2 separate regions of the Gossypium hirsutum genome follow, and region 1 is linked to region 2. The links are chromatin contacts, called in public Hi-C maps. All regions are on one chromosome and are shown on one strand. The core of a region is the stretch at or near the end of the contact, and the rest is flanking DNA. Distances in the headings are between cores, read along the strand shown. Region 1 has its middle 12 kb from the start of LOC107922619. Region 2 has its middle 33 kb from the start of LOC121214206.

What was found. A called contact is a pair of places that touch in the nucleus more often than the background predicts.
Region 1: a contact with region 2 is called in a Hi-C map of petal, with 3 times the contacts expected there. The contact joins two enhancer-like sites. A contact is called at or near these places in 4 of 34 Hi-C or Micro-C datasets (fibers, leaf, petal and 1 more).

The regions. Positions count from the first base shown.
Region 1 is chrD01:45,149,070-45,152,497 of Gossypium_hirsutum_v2.1, forward strand. No RefSeq gene overlaps it. Among protein-coding and RNA genes, the nearest start is that of LOC107922619, 12 kb to the right of the region's middle. Within about 2 kb of position 2,117, at least 2 of the 9 cell types and tissues checked have an H3K27ac peak or open chromatin away from gene starts, as enhancers often do.
Region 2 is chrD01:45,077,539-45,081,377 of Gossypium_hirsutum_v2.1, forward strand. No RefSeq gene overlaps it. Among protein-coding and RNA genes, the nearest start is that of LOC121214206, 33 kb to the right of the region's middle. Within about 2 kb of position 2,038, at least 1 of the 9 cell types and tissues checked has an H3K27ac peak or open chromatin away from gene starts, as enhancers often do.

The DNA.
Region 1 (3,428 bases), core at 867-3,366, 72 kb after region 2:
TTTTTCGTTAAAACTATCAATTTCATTCATGTAGGGGATTGTTGGAAAAAATAGATTTTTAGAAGTTTTGAGGCATATTCTCGATTGGTAAAGGTGGAGATTTGAATCATAAAATTATGGTTTTATATTCTACCCCATGATACCTTTACAAAGGTATATCATATGCTCAAAATGGTTGAGCGATGAATGAGAAATTGATGCTCAAAGTAAGCCACTTGTGAATTATGTTGAGGAAAATGGAAAGCTTAGTTCCACATTGGTTAGATATCAAGTGTGGAATATGTTTATATATATGAATCAACTTGGTGGTTATTGAATGACTAAGCTAATGCTCTCCCTCGCGCACAAGGGGGTGCAAATCCAAACCCGCCGGGATTAGGGGCGCACCCGCAGGACATGGGCGACACGAAATGTTCAGATCAGTCAAGCCCCACTAGTCCTGCAGGTATTTTAGCCCAATACGTAATTTTATTTTTCCTCAGCAGAGCTTATCTCTTCAAAATCTATTTGCAATTAAAAGGAAAAAAATATTAAATTGAGTGAAATAGAGTGAAATGGCTCCTTTAATTTAGATGTTAATTTGGGTTTTTAATGGCTCCTTAATTCATGAACATTAATGGCTCCATTAGTTTAAAAAATCCAAAAATTCTTTCATTTTGAATATTTTATTTAAACCGAAATAATCTGGAGGAGAAAAACACACTGAATTTTCCTTTATTTTTCTTAGAAAAAAATTTCGAGACATTTTTCCTGCATATTTCGAGCCTATTTTCGGTGATAGAAGAAAGCTAGACTATAGTTCATTGATCACTGCAGTTGTGTTACTGTCGTGCTCATCTCGTTGTTGTATCTTGGGAGACAGTCAACCAACGCTTCTCCAACACCAAAGGAGCGGCCGAATCGGTCTTAAGGAAACTGTGCAAACAGGTCTAAACTACCAGTAGGATTTCTGCCTACCTACAAGTACAAAATTTCAATCCAATTTTATTTCCAATTTCTATTTTTCAGATTTTTTATTTATATATCTATATTTTTTCTGGTTCGATCTTGTAATTTAAATCAATATTTTACATTACTGTTTATTTCACTAACGTATTTGTAACATTCTCTTACGTTAATGAATGGTTTTTGGGACTTTTACCCTACTATGTACCTAAGTTTGACCTTTTTTTTTTCTAATACAATACCTGTGTTTTTGTTTCCAGTCTAGTACATGTATTTGACCAAAGCTATATATTTTGGCACCCAAAGATAACAATGTTAACTTTTTAGTATTTAATTCAGGTTTTAAGATTGATTTGATGAAAATTAATTGCTAATATCATTATGTTTGATTTTTTTATGATTTTATTAATAGAATAAATTTTGTGTTAATTGTGAATTTGTTTAATTTTTCATTTAATTTGTCGAATATAGTCTAAAAGATATGATTTAATTTGGGTATACAATTGAACCGATGAAAGTTAATTCCTAATATTATTAGTTAATTATGAATTTTCTTCAAATAAATTCTAAAACCCAAATTCAATACTAAAAAGTTAACATTGTTATTTTTAAATATCAAAATGTATAACTTTTATCAAATACAAATATCATATTAAACCAAAATATAACATGATCATATTAAAAAAAACAAACTTAAATACTAAATTAGGTACAACTTATATATTATATAAATTTTCCCCGATGCCATAACTAATCTATATTTTAAAGAGTTTAGTCTTATCAAATAATAAAGCTGGACTATTTCTAGAACCTACTTAGTCTTCCACTTCTTTTTAGCCTTCAAGTTAGACTTTTGGGGGAAAATATAAAAAATGAAAACTGGAGTTCAAAGTTAATTGATAGAATATCCGATTTCTATTATTTAAATAAAATAAATAGGGGTCATCTAATGTTTCGTTTTTTTAATTAATTCTTTTAATAGGATTTTTCTCCCTTTAGATGATAATCCGAGGACTGTTAATCTAGTTTTAATGTAGCAACATATGAGATAATTTCTTTATATTATCTTAGTTTAAATATGTGATTCGAATGTTATTGTGAAATATAAAATAGGGTGATGCGTCAATTTTGGTGACCCCAATCTATAAGGTATATGTCCTGTCCATGTAAATATTGCACCGTCAAAGTCTTTGTCACAAAAAGAGTTTAGCTGATTTTCCTAGCACTTTCATAAATATGGAAGCATTAGTGTAACAAACACGGAGGTTCCATTCTTCAATGGAAAACTACTTTTAGGTGATATGATAAAAGTTTCGTGTATCTTAACGAAGATTTAATTTTATTTTAAATATCAAATAGTTTTAAAATTTATGATCAATATTTACCCCTCAGTGTTCTTACAGAGCATATAAAATTAATCACTGAATTTACTCTAATAAATACCTTAATAGAAAACTACCCTTCATCAATTTACCTTACCGCCTATTTAGACTCAAATTACTTACCTGATTTGGCTGATTCCATTTATACGAATTAGATTTAATTTAGAAAACGAATTTTATAAATTCTGTTATGATTGACGTGAATTACTATTTAATAATGATTTTTTATTTAAATTTATTTGCCAATCAGATCTTTTTAGGAGAAAAAAAGGATTTTGTAAAATGCATATACAGGTTTTCTGTATAAAAGTTTCTACTTGTAATAAAATAGGTATGGAAGTCAATAGTCAATCCCTTTGCCACGAACAATTATATTATGAGTCTTGGGTCAATAAAGTTAGGTGACTTGTAGAAATAGAAATAAAACCCATTGCTTGACAAGAGGTTCAAATTAATTCAAGAGTATTAAATTAAATCCATTTTAGTACTTTACAGTTGTAATAAGTAAATCCCATGCTACTTTTGCTTTGGTTCAAAAGACTATAGCTTTATAGAAAGCCCCCACAAGTTGACGATGATTACAATGCCTAAGCTATAGGAAAACAAGTCAATCAAATTAAAATTATTTATGTATGTTTGCTAAAATTAAAAGTAAGTTGGGATGCTTACTACTACTTTTGCAATTTAAATTAAATGATTTTAAAATATTTTATAAAATATTATTTTAAATACTAACCTGAGTTATCTAATGTGGGTAGATTATTGACAACAAGTTTCTCATGCCTTATATAATAGTCGTCAAAGAGCACACCTCGAATAGATTGTTCCAAAGAAGTTGAAATTTGTTAAATTTTACATAACCCTATGTTTGGATTCACAATATTAAAGAAAAAGAAAGGAAAGATAAGTAAGGAAAAAAGTAAGGAGAGAAAAGAATTACCTATTATTTTGTTTAGATAGTTAAAAATTATTAAAGAAAAGGAGAAAAAATTGGTTAGGCTGATTTTTTACAATGTCCTTTTTATAAAATAATTTATACAGAAAATGAAGAGAATAAAAAAATAATTCATATCTTAAAAATCTTTTTTCGTTTCTTTCCTT
Region 2 (3,839 bases), core at 788-3,287:
TACATTATATATATATATATATTATATTCATGCATTTATCATTATGTTTCCATGTGTAAAATAACACATTTCTTTTAATATGGAATGGATCAAACTTATGTGATCCAAACTTAATTTAAACTCATAAAACAATTACCTTAAGAAAATTGCATAAAAGAAGAAATAAATTAAAAAGAAATGAGGAAAATTTTCAAGAATTGCCTTCGTATGCGTTTTCACTAGGCCCAAGAATTATTGTTTGAGAAGTCCATTATCAAACATTTTCATCATTTACTTAACTTAGAATTGTTGATGGGTTGGATGGAATTGAACTACGATTTGTTAGTAGGCTTGTTTTTATCTCAATTTGATAATCTAAATTTACTATTAAAATTTTTAAAAGGATTGTTAATATTTAAATAAGTTTATAAAATTTGAATAAAAATACATTTTAATTAATAGATACTAATAACATTGACGGAGTTGGATTAAACGAGTTGTTTGAGTCTAAATTTATTAAGTTAGAAAAGTTTTTCAGCCCATAAATATGTCTAACTTTACTCCCTAAATTTTAAATTAAAGTATGAATTTTGACCTACCATTATCTAAAATTATTGTCATTTAAATTTTAAATAAATAGTTAGAGTTTATTTTCATTTTAATTGGACAAAATTGATAACTTTCTTTGAGTTCTTTGTTAACAATCTTAATTTTCGTTAACTGCCCTTGAAAGATATTTAAAAAGAAGAAGGAGAAGTGTTGCAATTCCAATCTCATTACAACTTTGTTTATTATGGCGTTTGTTGTGACAAAAAGGTCTTTATGACTGGAAGATAAATTTATGGCCCTATAATATGAGTGAAAGAATGGATAAGTCTTGTCTGTATTTTTGTCTTTGAATTACTAATCAAATTCCATCATTTCTTTAATAAAGTTAACTTTTGCTTAAACATTTTGCCTCACATGCACATCTTGTCTGATTTTGACTCAAGTATTGAAAAAAAAAAAATCAACAACCATTTGAACAACATAATTTAAAGCCAATTAGAATATGATTATACTAATACTAATAATTATATTATATTATATTTATATGTTATTATATTATATAAATAGATAAATAAAGAATGTCGTAACCTTGACTTGAATGAAGTGATGATTAAAACTCTTGTCAGATACTCATTTGATATAAGTTTAAATTGTATTGTCCTCATCTTCTACCCTTAATATTGTGTCAAAAATAAAGGACATACTCTAGTTACAATTTCTAATTAGCAGTGACCCCGCCCCCTTCAATTTTGTTAAATTTCATTTAAGTCCCTTTGAGTTTTTAAAACTTTTATTTTTATCTTATAATTAGTGTTTAAGATTAGGATAAAGTTTTGTTTTCCAAAGTTTTTTTTTAAATTTTATTTCGTTTATAGAATTTATAATTTTTGTGATAAATTTAGCAACATTTTTAGTTCAGTTTGATAAATTAATACAAAATAGTATCTAAATATTAATTTGGTAAAAGTAAAGTTAAATCATTCCAATATCTAAGTATGAATAGTATATAAATAGTAACTAAATAAAAAATAATCTTAAATAATTACAATATCTAATACAAATTGAGCAATTAACTTAATTTGTTTTTTCTAAATTTTGGTGATTAAGATTATCCCGATTTTAAAAATACATTGTTAAAATTAGAACTAGCCCGTCATCTCGAAATTAAAAATAGCTTATTAAAAGTGGGTTGGGCATACTTTGAACATGTTTGTTTTATTTAAATACCCACCCTTCCCCATCAAGATTTCTAGCTTCGCTCTTGATTGCCATGGCCTAATTTAGCTCACGGGGCATGAGTGATGTCGTGAATACATAAGTTGTAATTATTCTCTTTGATGCTCACAACTTTCTTAAAATTTTACCATCTTAAGTGTGTTTTGATATATTTGAACCCACATCATAACACAAACTAATTAATACTCATTTCTATAGATTACACTCAATTGTATGTTATGACATGTGAATATCTAAAAATAATAATTCTAACATATCTACTCACAGCATGATCCATGCTTCACTAGTTGGATCGTATGTGTGACAGCCCAAAATTGACCCTAGTCGGGAAGTGGTTTCGGGACCGCTAAACCGAGTCACCGAAATGTTTGAATGTGATATTTATTGTCTAGAATATGTAATTATGAATGTGTGAAAATTTCAAGCTTCGATTTAGTCGATTGCATGTGAATTTAGTCAATAGGACTTATGTGCGACATTTTTGAAATGTGATAGGTCGAAGCATAAGGACCTAATAGTGCATGAAATAAAAAGGGGGGACTTGCATGTCAAATTCCCCCCCCTAATTAGTAGTGGCCGGCCATGACAAGCATGGTAGACCAAGTGTGATGGGCAAGACATGTCATAGACATGTTGTGTTGGTGCATCATGGGTGGAAAAAATAAAATAAGGAGCATGGGCATAAAATAATGAAAGGGAATATGATGAAAAAAAATGTGTGGTTGTTCCCCCCCCCATTTTGCCGAAACTAGAAAGAAAAACAAAAAAAAAGTGCTCATCCTTTGGTTCATCTTTGGCCAAAAAAATTTAAGGAGGAAGGAAGAAGAAAGGTTGAAGGGGTCTACCTTAAAGGCAGATGCTGACAGCAGCAGTGATGTAGATTTGGAAATTCACTAAAAATAGTAGGAATGGAATTAAATAGTGAATAAATTATTTAAACGAACCTTGATGAATCTATTTTCATAGGAAAGTAACGAAACAATCATACGGACAGTATGTTAAGAGATATTCAGGTTCTTGTGAGACAGGTCCAGAACGGTTTCTGGATTTCCTGTTCCGACTTTGGAAATTCATTATAAATTAACCAGAGACAATTAGGAGTCAATACATATATGTATAGATTCCTATCTGAGTCTAGTTTCTATAGAAACAAATGGCATCAGTATTGAAGCTCTGTACAGGGAGATATCCAAGTCGTAATGCGCAAAGGTCAGTGTAGTCGATCCCTGTAACATGGGAGAATTTTACTAATAAAATGTAATAATTGGCCCAACCAAAAATTCTAGAAAAAAAATATGTAGATGGGCATATGAGTCTAGTTTCAGGGAAAATTTACGGAACTGGATTTCGAGTTTCAGAACTCAAGATATGATTTTTAAAGCGACTAGTATGCAGATTGGCAGCTTGTCTGGGAAATGTCAAATAAGTGGTTTGAAGTCTGTTAACACCTCGTGTTCGACTCCGGCGACGGTCTCGGGTTCGGGGTGTTACAGTATGTAGGGGCGAAGTCAAAATTTCTTTAGGAGGGTCGAAATTAAATTGTAATTTTTGAGATAGTAAAAATATAATTTCACTATTTTAATAACTTATATCTTTATAATTTTTAAAAGTATTAAATCAAATTTTTATCATTTTTAGAAGGGCCAAAAGTATACTTTTAACTTTACTAATTTAAAATTTTAAAATTTTTAAAAGACCTAAATACAAATTTTTTCATTTAGGAGCGTGGCCCTGCCAGCCGCTAGCTACACTGACCGTATGGCCACAAATATTGTACTGACCAAAGTTTATTTTAAAAGAAAATGCAATAATGATAGTTATAACATTTTGGAAAGTTGTCTCTGAAATTTTCATTTCGAAGTGAAGAAAAAAGCATAAAAATTGCAGCGTAAGAAATCAGAGACAGATACTCCAATCATAATTGATAACTTATCCTCTACTCATCAAACCTAATAATTTGGTTCCAAAAGAGATCCATGCATGATTGGCAACAACAATGTAGTGAGGCAAAGGACAATATAACCGTGGCACAAATGCAGTTATGTATTTATAAAACAAAGGGTATATTATGGTTT